Linked DNA regions of Pan troglodytes: regions 2, 3 and 4 are each linked to region 1. Evidence: chromatin contacts called from public HiChIP or PLAC-seq data. All regions are on one chromosome and are shown on one strand. Each heading gives the region's core, a stretch centred on a gene start, on an enhancer-like site or on the middle of the called end of the contact. The rest is flanking DNA. Distances are from core to core; before and after follow the strand shown. Region 1 holds the start of SMG6 (SMG6 nonsense mediated mRNA decay factor). Region 2 holds the start of TLCD2 (TLC domain containing 2). Region 3 holds the start of RILP (Rab interacting lysosomal protein). Region 4 holds the start of PRPF8 (pre-mRNA processing factor 8).

Evidence for each region. HiChIP or PLAC-seq counts read pairs in DNA pulled down with a chosen protein or histone mark.
Region 2: a contact with region 1 is called in an H3K4me3 HiChIP or PLAC-seq map of stem cell-derived excitatory neurons, with 4 times the contacts expected there. The contact joins the promoter of TLCD2 here to the promoter of SMG6 in region 1. A contact is called at or near these places in 1 of 1 datasets of contacts at active chromatin or transcription factors (stem cell-derived excitatory neurons) and 1 of 1 other capture datasets (stem cell-derived neural stem cells).
Region 3: an H3K4me3 HiChIP or PLAC-seq map of stem cell-derived excitatory neurons shows a contact between it and region 1, with 6 times the contacts expected there. The contact joins the promoter of RILP here to the promoter of SMG6 in region 1. A contact is called at or near these places in 1 of 1 datasets of contacts at active chromatin or transcription factors (stem cell-derived excitatory neurons) and 1 of 1 other capture datasets (stem cell-derived neural stem cells).
Region 4: a contact with region 1 is called in an H3K4me3 HiChIP or PLAC-seq map of stem cell-derived excitatory neurons, with 5 times the contacts expected there. The contact joins the promoter of PRPF8 here to the promoter of SMG6 in region 1. A contact is called at or near these places in 1 of 1 datasets of contacts at active chromatin or transcription factors (stem cell-derived excitatory neurons) and 1 of 1 other capture datasets (stem cell-derived neural stem cells).

What each region holds. Positions count from the first base shown.
Region 1 is chr19:12,796,595-12,799,294 of NHGRI_mPanTro3-v2.0_pri, forward strand. SMG6 (SMG6 nonsense mediated mRNA decay factor) reads right to left here and starts at 1,315. Exons shown (of 19, transcript XM_003315290.6): 1 at 1,108-1,315. The coding sequence starts at 1,195. SRR (serine racemase) reads left to right here and starts at 1,431. Exons shown (of 8, transcript XM_016931178.4): 1 at 1,431-1,492.
Region 2 is chr19:12,192,338-12,195,037 of NHGRI_mPanTro3-v2.0_pri, forward strand. It overlaps TLCD2 (TLC domain containing 2), which reads right to left and starts at 1,317. Exons shown (of 3, transcript XM_054669934.2): 1 at 1,073-1,317; 2 at 504-586. The coding sequence starts at 1,226. It overlaps LOC129137515 (a long non-coding RNA gene), which reads right to left. Exons shown (of 5, transcript XR_010152744.1): 5 at 2,497-2,700.
Region 3 is chr19:12,132,389-12,135,088 of NHGRI_mPanTro3-v2.0_pri, forward strand. It overlaps RILP (Rab interacting lysosomal protein), which reads right to left and starts at 1,318. Exons shown (of 8, transcript XM_016931144.4): 1 at 1,023-1,318; 2 at 858-951; 3 at 646-752; 4 at 284-529. The coding sequence starts at 1,250. It overlaps PRPF8 (pre-mRNA processing factor 8), which reads right to left. Exons shown (of 43, transcript XM_016931138.4): 42 at 2,556-2,700; 43 at 2,077-2,404. The coding sequence ends at 2,250.
Region 4 is chr19:12,166,892-12,169,611 of NHGRI_mPanTro3-v2.0_pri, forward strand. PRPF8 (pre-mRNA processing factor 8) reads right to left here and starts at 1,352. Exons shown (of 43, transcript XM_016931138.4): 1 at 1,210-1,352; 2 at 902-1,012; 3 at 1-132. The coding sequence starts at 1,001.

The DNA of each region.
Region 1 (2,700 bases), core at 65-2,564:
GCTAGACTCCGTCTCAAAAAATAATAACAACAACAATAAAAAAGTTTTTAATCCTAGTATTGGTCTCTAAATATAAATGCAAACAAGCCCAAAACAGGAATCATATGCTCCAGCAAGTACATTTACTGTTTGTAGGTGTATGGAAAAGGGGAAGAAAAGAGACTGAGGTTTTGGATAGTGCTTCACTATTTTCATAAGTTTAAAAGGTAGGTTCATGAAGTATCCACAAAGATAAAGCAGTTTAACCCAAGAATAGCTCACCCTCGGCAGTCTGTAACTTGGTGGGGGGCGGGGGGATGGGGAAAGCTATTCCTACTACTTTCTAGAGCAGCGGGAGAAAATAGCCTTAATAATCCAATTATGTTAATCAACAAAAACCAATTTCACAGACTGGCCGCAAACCTAGAGAAGGCACCTATCACAGCTACCATTCTACACAACTCTATTGCCTAACGCAGAAGAGGTGAGACACTTAGAATCTTTCTTACTTTCCTGACGTGGCTGGAGACTTGAAATTAACTTGCAAATTGAGCATTCTCTCTAATAAAAACTGCTCCCACACATGCCAGGGCCAAACCCGAGTAGTCTGAGGTCCCGGATCCCTCCAGTGGCGCAGCTTTCGGAAGCCTGTCTTGGGGGGGAAAAGTTCAGCAACGAAGTCGCAGGCTCTTAAACCTTTCTCCCCAATTCCTTCTCTCCGACGCTAAAGCGGTGGCCGGGGCAGGCCCGCGGAGGGCGGCCTGGAGAGCGATACTCCCGGGGCCTCCACCAGACCCCACTCCTTTCCGCGTCTCCCGATGCCTGGGAATCCGGGGCGGGTCTGAGAGGGCTGGGGCAAAAGGAACAGTCACCTTCGCGGCGAGAAAGAGGGTGGAGGCAGGAATTCGGGCCAGGCTCTCCCGGAGCTGGCCAGGACTGGCCGAGCCCGACCCCGCACTAACCCGCGAGAGAGGTAGGGCAGCGAGGGTCCGCCGCGGCCCCAGCGCCTACTGCTGGGGGAAGGGGCGGGGGCTCCGGAGCCCAGGGCCGAGCGGGGAGGAGGCAGAGGAGGAGGAGAGGGAGGCGGGGCGGGCAGGCCCGGCCCAGGAGCTGGGCGGCGCGACTCACCTCTGCTCCCGGCCTGCGGGGCCAGAGTAGCCAGGATCCCGCGCAGCTCCGACGCGGAGATCCGCACACGCTCCAGGCCTTCCGCCATCTTCGCGGCTGCTGCTACAGCCGTAGCGGCTCCGCCACCGCCGCGCGCAGCCAGGAAACCACCACAGACGGGCGGCGCGCGCGCTCGCCCACCTCCCGGCCTTTCCCCGCCCCCTGCCGCCCTCCCTTTCCGAACGACGGTGGCCGCGCTGGGAGGAAAAGCGCCCGCCGCCGGTTCCAGAGGGGCGGGACCGGAGCGAGAGCCTGGGTGGGGCGGGCGGGCGCTGCGCGTGCGCAGAGGTGCGGCCGGGGAGGCGCGCGGAGGCTGGAGCTGGAGGTGCGGCGCCGGTGAGCTGAGGTGAGGCGAGGCCGGGCCGTGCCAGGCCAGGCGGGCGTTTGCGGCGGTGGCTGCCGTTGCTGTTGTCGTGGACACCAAGGACACTGCTAGTCTGGGACTCGGGTTGACAGAGACACCCCTCAGCCTGGGCTCCTCTGGACACCTTAGGCCAGGCTCTCCCGCCACAGGCCCGGCCTAGCGCCGCGGGCCATTACTTGGGACCTTGAAGATCTGCTAAGAGTTATTAGTATTCCTTTTTTTTTTTTTTTTTTTTTTTAGTTGGAGTCTCGCTCTGTTGGAGACTCCCGGGCTGGAGTGCAGTGGCGCGATCTCGGCTCACTGCAAGCTCCGCCTCCCGGGTTCAAGCTTTTCTCCCGCCTCAGCTTCTCTACTATTCCAATTTCTAAGATTAGGAAACTGAATCCCAGAGAACGGAAGTAAATTGCCCAGGGTGACACCGTGGATAAAAACCTATCAAAGCCTTTTTCATTACAGCAAGCCACATCCCCAAACCCTCTTTTTTTTTTTTTTTTTTTAGACGGAGTCTCGCTCTGTCGCCCAGGCTGGAGTGCAGTGGCGCGGTCTCGGCTCACTGCAAGCTCCGCCTCCTGGATTCAAGCGATTCTCCTGCCTCAGCCTCCCTATAGTAGCTGGGATTACAGGTGCACGCCACCAAGCCCGGCTAATTTTTGTATTTTTTGTAGAGACGGGGTTTCACTAGGCTGGTCTCGAACTCCTGACCTCAGGTGATCCACCCGCGTCGGCCTCCCAAAGTGCTGGGATTACAGGCGTGAGCCACCGCGCCCGGCCGCCCCCTGACTTTTAAAAACTAGATACGATATAGTTGGAATCGTGTGGAAGGAAGTACATCAGGAGGCATATAAGTCCATTTGGGACCTGTAATCCCGGCGACTCGGAAGGCTGAGACGGGCGGATCGCTTGAACCCGGGAGGCGGAGACTGCAGTGAGCCGAGATCGCGCCACTGCACTCCAGCCCCGGAGTCTCCAACAGAGCGAGACTCCGCCTCAAAAAAAAAAAAAGTCAATTTGGGAATTTCTGTGTCACTATGGATTCTTGAAAAAAATTACTGCTGTGGATCTCAGGTTGACTTTTTAATTTCCCATCTTTAAAATTGAACTATACCAGAAGGCTGGTACTTGAATCTTTTTTTGGAGAACTGTGCAGAGGTGAAGCTCCCTTCCCCAAGGCCTCCTGCCTCCACCTGTTG
Region 2 (2,700 bases), core at 67-2,566, 600 kb before region 1:
GACTCCCCAGCTGTGGCCAGCAGCCGCCTCCTCCCCCTAACTCAGCCTAAGACTGGGAGCCAAGCACCAGCTGGGGGCAGAAACTGTGGGAAATTATAGGACAGAAAAATGAAGAGAGGGCCAGGGGCGGTGGCTCATGCTTGTAATCCCAGCACTTTGGAAGGCTGAAGTGAGCGGATCACCTGAGGTCAGAAGTTCGAGACCAGCCTGGCCAACATGGAGAAACCCCGTTTTTACTAAAAATACAAAAAATTACTTGGGCATGGTGGCAGGTGCCTGTAATCCCAGCTACGTGGGAGGCTGAGGCAGGAGAATTGCTTGAACCCAGGAGGCGAAGGTTGCAGTGAACAGAGGCCGAACCACTGGACTCCAGCCTGGGTGACAGAGTGAGACTCCGTCTCAAAAAAAAAAAAAAAAAAAAGAATGAGGAGAGACTGGGAACCTCGGGCTGAACAGGGCTCCCCTCCTCCCTTCCTGTCTGGCTTCTCCCCTCAGAGTCTCACCACCAAATGATGACAGAGAAGATCCCAGGTCTTGCCCAAGGTCTGGTTCCACAGCAGGTCAGCTCCGTCTGCCAGGAAGTAACCTGTGGGCATGGGGGTAGGGGTTAGGCTGCTCCAGAGCCCGGGCAGCTTAGAGAGGATTTCCAGCCCCCCCGCCCCGCCCCTCTCCCAGTTCTTCGTTTTCCCTCGGTAAAGCCTTCAGGAACGTTTAACCCCCATGGGGGCGGGGAATGGACCTCGAAGGACAGCAGAAGCTGCCCCCCGCCCCATCCCCACCACCGGCCCAGCCTTCCCTGCAGACTCACCCACAGACACAGCCACCAGCACCAGAGCCCAGCGCGGGTGGCCATGGATGGGGTCGGCGGCCATCTGAGGGTACAGTGACAGGCTGGGGGCATGGGGTGGGGACATGGGGGGGGGGCATGGTCAGCCTCTCGAGGCCCCGGCCGCAGTCTCCCTGTGCGCACCCCCACCCCAGTCTCAGCTCTGGAGACGCCCGGCGGGTCTCCCGGCCTCAGCCTCCCACCCCTCGCCCTCGCCCCGTGCGCCTCGAGCCCCCAAGCCCGCACCCGAGCAGCGCCCCGGTCCCCGAGAGCAGGCTGTGCGCCAGGGAGACGCAGAGGTTCCACCACTGTCAGCGGTCCCGAGCCGCCGCAGCCCCCAGTGCAGCCCCCGGAACGCGAGGAAGGAGGCGCCGGCCACCAGGAGCCCCGTGGGAGCCATGGCCTGGCGGTTGGGGGGGTGCGGGGGGTCCGGGTCGGTCCCCTCGGCGCCCGCGCTCTCGGCCGGGACTGGGAACCCGCTTCCCGGCAGGGCTGGGGCCCCGGCTCCCCTCCCCGCCGCGCCTTCGGGATCAGCAGGAACTTTTCCCCGTTCGTCCACGCCCAGTCCCTCGCCTGTGCGGTGATTGGAGCAGCCGCGGGGCCGCCGCCCCCGGAGCCTTGGCCACCGATTGCGTCTTGCTCCAGCCGGGGGAGCGGTTCGGGGGCTCCGGGCAGTAGACCATGCCCTGGAGCTCGGGGGGCCTCCGGGATGTTCGCCAATAGGGGTCCTCCCCAGCTCCAAGCGTCCTGAAGCGCTGGAGTTGCAGACCTGGGTCTCCAGTCTAACCTCACCTGACACTCCCGGGCCCCACCCACGAACCTTGACCTCCTCTTCCCGGCTCCCGCGACTTTCACCTGCTGAGCGTCATCACCACCCACCGCCACACCCTGCAAGGCAGAGGCTAGCGCAGCCCACTCGTACCTGCCCGAGCCTGGCCGCCGCCCCCACTTCCCTCCCCGCGTCCGTGGTGGGGACGGGGTGCCCCACTTTCTTGGAGTCACCCCTTCTGCCTCCTGAGGTTTCCACGCCTTTACCATATCCCGGCAAACCTGTAATTCCAGCAGTTCTGCTCCCCCTCCCCCACAACCCCCAGGAGCCCCCATGTTGGAGAAGCGACCCACTGGGCCCCGGCCCGACCCCCAGCATTGTTTTCGGCCCTACGGAGGAGCCTCATTAGGAAGAGGACGCAAAAGGGAATCGCTGGCCCCCAGTCTTGAAAAGCACTTCCTTCCCCAAGGGCTTGGTACCCGTTGGGTGGGTAGAATATCTTCAATCCGAGGGCAAGGAAAGGTAACACAGGGTCCCTTCAAGGCTGGGACAGAGTCAGAAGAGAAAAACAGACCTGTCCTGCTCTCAGTAGCAGGGGGGTTAGGATTCCGGAACCCTCCAGCCTTAAGAGGAAGAGCCTCCCCCAGCCCCTCACCACCTGAAGAGCCCCAGGTTGCACTGCTTTCCTTCCACCTTACTCCACTCCACCTCTTCAGCTGGCAGACAGTCAGCAAGTCAGAGCTGTTTCCTGCAGGCTGAGAGGGAGGATTCCAGCTACTTCAAAGAATTAAGTTCATAAACCAAGAGGTGCCCCAACCAAACCTTCTCACCAAAAAAGCTGAGGTCTTCCCTTCATTCTTCTACTCCCACCTCTCCAAAGGTTTAAATAATAACACTGATCTCTTAAATTATATTTATTATATGAAATACAAAATGTAGAAAATTTGGAAATTACAGAAAAACCAAAGATGAAAATTACAGTGACTTTGTTCCACCATACAAAGATAACCACTCAACATTTTTTAGTATGCCTTCCGTCTTTTTTATCTGCTCTACGTATACAAGTATACACCCATATTTTAAAAAACAAAATTGAAATCACATA
Region 3 (2,700 bases), core at 68-2,567, 660 kb before region 1:
TCAGAGGGTCGCCTCGGCTGGCGTTCCCCCGCCCCAGGGCCATCATGGGAATGCTAGAGGAAGTGACGGGCCGGGAGACTTGGGGGACAAGGGTGCCCTGACAGATAACAGAGCAGTGCTCCAGGTGAGAGCGGGGGCCGAGGCCGGCCGGGGGCGCAGATCTGTCTGCCACCTCCCCGCTTCCTGGCCGACCTGCTGTGCAGCATGCAAACCTTGCTTGAGTGCCCACCGAGGGCTGGACGCTGAGTCCTGGGCTGGGTCCTTGCCCTCATACGGCACTCACCGGGTCCTCAGGGTTCCCTGGGGCGCCTGCGCCGGCGGTCGCCCATTCGGGCTCCTGTCCGTGCTGGTGCCCGGGCCGCCCGGCCTGCCCCCGCGCTCGCTCTTTAGCCTGCGGAGTCGCGGCTTCGCCAGGCTGCTGGCGCTCCCTCTCGCGGTCCTGCGCGGCGCGCAGCTGGGTCTGCACGGCCGCCAGCTTGTGCCGCAGCTCAGCGTTCACCAGCAGGAGGCGCTGCAGCTGCTCCTGCAACTGGGAGCGGAGCAAAGGGTGGGGTGGGCGGGGCACCGAGGGCCCCCGGAGCCCCGCCCCGCGCCCGCCTCGCTCCGCCCCCGCCCCGCCCCGCCCCGCCCGCGCCCCGCCCTCACCGCCTCGGTCTCCTGGCCGCGCTGCCGCAGGTCGCGGTTGTGCGCCCGGAGTTCGTCCCGCTGTCGGTCCGTGACCTCCTTGAGCTGCCGCAGCAGCGCGCGCTCCTCTGAGGAAGGGGCGTTCTTAGCGGCGGCGGCGCGCGGCCCGCGGGAGGGAGGGGAGGACCCGAGCAGGTCGCCACCCGCCCTGCCCTGGCCGGGGCTGCGCTTACCCTGTGGCCCCGCGCGCAGCTCCCTGCGGAGGCGCTCGTTCTCCTCCCGCAGCCGCCGCAGCTCCTGCTCCGCCTGCTGCGCCGACACCTGCAGCTGGGGAGACCCCGGTCTCAGGCTTCGGCCCTGCCGGCCCCGTGGGTGGCGAAGGGAGGGCCATGACTCACCGAGTCCGGGGCGGGCCCCACGGCAGCCTGTTCCAAGAGCTCCAGCGCCCGCACCACTAGCGGCACCAGCCCGGCCGCCGCCTCCGGCCCGAAACGGCGCGCCAGATCCTGCAGCTCAGTGCCCAGGGCCCCGGCTAGATGGTACACAAGCTCCGCGGCCGATGCCGACCCCGCGGCCTCCCGAGACCCCCAGCCAGGCGCCCCAGGCGCCGCCCTCCTGGGCTCCATGTCTCCCAGAGGCTTAGGGCTGCAACCCCCCCCCCCCCCCCCCGCCTCCACTGGGACGGGGAAAAGCGAAACAGTTCCGCCCCAGGAAGCCGTTTAGGGCGGTGTGGGCGGGGTAGAAGCGATAAGGGTAGGGAGGAACGAGGAAGGGAGAAGGCGTGGGGTAGGGAGATAGTGCCCTAGGTCGCCTGGGCCCTGTCCTTTCCACCCCCAAGGTCACAGGAAACAAGACAGCCAACTTCCAGCCAGGCGTCCAAGAGCTGAGGCTCAGGGCTGCAAGTGGTCACTTGAGTGGAGCCCTCCCCACAGGCCCAATCCAGGCTCCGCCCGTTTGGAGTCATGGGGCCAACTTGGCAGTGGCCGGCTCCAGGCGAGAGGTGACAGGTAGGCAGCCGGTCTCTGGCCTCCGCCCGGCTGTACACAAACTGCCTGCCTGTGTGCTTGTTTTCCTGACCAGGACTGACACAGAAAGCTTAAAGGGCTGGGCTGGACACCGCAGCCGCTCAGCACAAGCCACAGAGTTCCTAGACCCGGGAAAGGGCAACTGCTCCCAAAACTGTGGAAAGGAGGCGAGAGCTTCCAAGTAGTTTTGTGGAGAAAGCAGCAAATGTGGTCAAGGCAGCGGAGTGTGAAAGCCCAGCCCCGCCTCAGGTCTCCAGAGTCCAGGGGCTATTTACCCCAAAGCCCTGAATAGGAAGGGGGCCTCACACTCCCCCTTCACAGCCGAGCCCAGCATCTTGCTGTGAACCGCTCCAGTCCGGCCTCCTGTTAGACCTAAATCCAGAATTTGAGTTCGGGGGGAAAAAAAAAAACAAACCAGCCCCTGAACTCCTATTTATACAAAATTTATTATTATATTTTATTCAGGATGACAAGCCATCAGGAGGTCAACAACACAAGCACAGACAGAGGGAAAGAGGCCAAACTGCTGAATGTCAGCGGCCTGTCTGGAGGGGCTGAGGCTCCGGCCTCGGGAGGCTGAAGCAGGAGGCAGGGAAACAGTCAGGCATACAGGTCCTCCCGATCCGCAGAGTAAACCTCCCCCTCCTGCAGGAGAGCAAAGTTGAGGAAGTGGGAGGGCCTGTGCACCTCGTGGTAGAACTCTTTGGGGTTCGCCAGCTGTAGCTCATATTTCATGTTGGGGTCATGCCGAACACCTTCGGGGAGAAGGAAACAGCCAATGTTAACAAGGCTCCTGCCTCATGCAGCCTGCGCCACCTCCAAGCCAGCCAGGCCCCAAGTGCAAAGGGCGATGGCCTCACCTTATCCCTACTGCTATCCCCACATCCCCAGGCTCCTCCCACTTACCCATGAAGTTGTAGTTCCACGAGGACTGGGCAGGGACCATGAAGAAGCCAAGGAAACGGTCCGACAGCAGCATCTGCACCCTCTCATAGTGTGAAGGCAGGTAGCCCTTGGGGTTGTTGCCCTTGTCTGTGTTCTGGCGGCCCCA
Region 4 (2,720 bases), core at 102-2,601, 630 kb before region 1:
TGGTCATGTCTCCATGGTCTCGAATGATCTTCCTGACATGTTCTGGGGGCATGTCTTCCTTCTGGGCATCCACAAACCCAAACTTCCGCTTTTCTGCATAGCGCTTGGCCTGCAATTGCTGCCATTTTCGAGCTGGAAAGGAACCTCAGTTTAAAGGCCTGCACACCCTCGCCTAATCCTCTTCACCTCTTGCCCTAGGGTAAGCTCCTGTCAGTGAGTGTGAGGGAGGAGCAGGCACCAGCAGGAAGAAGCACCCCTTGCCAATTCCCTTACCATTTTACTCTATTTTTCCTTTCATCACATTGATCACTATCTGACTTTTTTTTTATTTTTTTGAGAGTTGTTTCGCTCTGTCTCCCAGGCTGGAGTGCAATGGTGCGATGTCGGCTCACTGCAACCTCCGCCTCCTGGGTTCAAGCCATTCTCCTGCCTCAGCCTCCCCAGTAGCTGGGATTATAGAGACGCGCCACCACACACGACTCATTTTTGTATTTTTCGTAGAGACGAGGTTTCACTGTGTTGGCCAGGCTGGTCTGGAACTCCTGACCTCAGGTGATCCGCCCGCCTGGGCCTCCCAAAGTGCTGGGATTACAAGCGTGAGCCACCGCGCCCGGCCTGACATTTTTATTACAGAGCCTCGAGGTTTTGTTATTGTCTATCTCTCCCGCTGTAATTTAAACCCCGTAAGGACAGGAATTTTGTCTCCGTCACTACTGTACCCCCGCTGGATCAGCGCTTGCAAATAATACGCGCTTAAAATGACTTGATGAAAAATTAACTGGAAATAACAAGGGAGCTGACACCTCAGGAGCTGCCCAAACGGGGAGGGTCCCCACCCGCCTGCGCGCGCGCACACCCGCCCCGCCTCCGGCCCGCGCGCCGCTCCACACTCCCGCCTCACCTTTCTCCTGCAGCTTCTCCTCCGACATGTAGTCCGGTAGCGGGGCTAGAGGGCCAGGCACCGGGTTACCCGGCCCTCGATAAGGAAATACTCCGGCCATATCCGGAGAATCTGGGGAGCGGCGGGATAAAAAAATTCACTAACCACAGGCCCGGGCCCACAAGAAGCGCAGCAGAAAGGCGTCCGGGGACCCCGGCCTGCAGTCCCGCCACACAGTGCATCCAGCCCCGCCCGGCCTAACCCCTTCGGTCACTCGCCCCGACCCGACCACGCCTCCCGCAGCCCGGCCTTAAACGCCTGCCACGCACCTCACAGGCCCTCACACAAGAGGCCGCTTTCCCCGCAGCGCAATGGCGGCCAGTCTGCGTCCGCTCCTCGTTCCCAGCGCCGGGAAGTGCGCAACCCGAGTTCAGCAGTTGATCCAGTCGGCGCCGAGGTGCTCAGATGGATTAGTGAGACGACCAATTAGAGTTGCACACTGCGCCGAGGAGGCGGGCCCATAGGCGGAAAGGCTTTGAACGCAAGGGGGTGTGGTCGGGGTGAAGCCCCGCCTCCTCCATTTCCGAGGCTGTTTCTGGGGCCTCTGACAGACCTCAGCGTGATGGGCTCCCGGCGTCGCACTGTGAGAGACCGAAGTCTAAAGGGTTTGAATAAATTTGCCAAGATTGCGCATTGTACGATGTCTGTTGTCATCAATGTGTACATGCAATGCAGTACTAGCTCCTGGACAGTCATTTGTTCATGCATTCATTCATTTAACCATCACTGTCTACCAAGGACGAGGGATAAAGCAGGAAAAAAGACAACCAGTAGAGTTCACAGGGGAGCAGAAAGGCAGGCAAGAATTAAGACCTTGGCCGGGCGCGGTGGCTCACGCCTGGAATCGCAGCACTTTGGGAGGCCGAGGCAGGCGGATCACTTAAAGCCAGAAGTTCGAGGCCAGCCTGGCCAACATGGTGAAACCCCGTCTCTACTAAAAATACAAAAATTAGCCGGGCGTGGTGGCGGGCGCCTGTAGTCCCAGCTACTCGGGAAGCTGAGGCAGGAGAATCGCTTGAACCCGGGAGGGGGAGGTTGCAGTGAGCCAAGATCGCGCCACTGCACTCCAGCCTGGGTGACAGAGCGAGACTCTGTCTCGGGGGAAAAAAAAAAGTCTGAAATTCCGTGGAGGGTGCAGAGGAATTGTAACCCATACAGCCCCTGAATCTAGTTGAGAATTTACAAATCAAAGTGAAATAATTAGAAAAAAATTCAAAGGATGTCAATGTGCTTTCAGAACGGTAAAAATTTTTTAAATATTCCTTTTGTTTTTTTGAGACAGGGTCTCACTCTGTTGCCCAGACCGGAGTGCAATGGCGCGATCTCAATTCACCACAACCTCCACCTCCCAGGATCAAGCAATTCTCCTGCTTCAGTCTCCAGAGTAGCTGGATTACAGGCACGCGCCACTACTGCCGGCTAAGTTTTGTATTTTTAGTAGAAACAGGGTTTCACTATGTTGGCCAGGCTGGTCTCAAACTCCTGACCTTACGAAATCCTCCTGCCTCGGCCCTCCCAGAATGCTGGGATTACAGGCATGAGCCCCCATGCCCGGCCTGAAATCTATTTTTTAATGCAATGGGGAGTTTCAGCAAGGGCTGGGTGTTCTGAAGGTCCCTACAGTCAAAAAAGACAGAGGAGAATTGTTAAAGATTTGATGGAGATGGATGGATGTGAGGATTTCATAAAGGTAAATGGAGAGGAAGGAAAAAGGTAATCCCAAGTGGTAGAACTACTAGAAAGAGTTAAGAAAGAAGCCGGGCACGGTGACTCATACCTG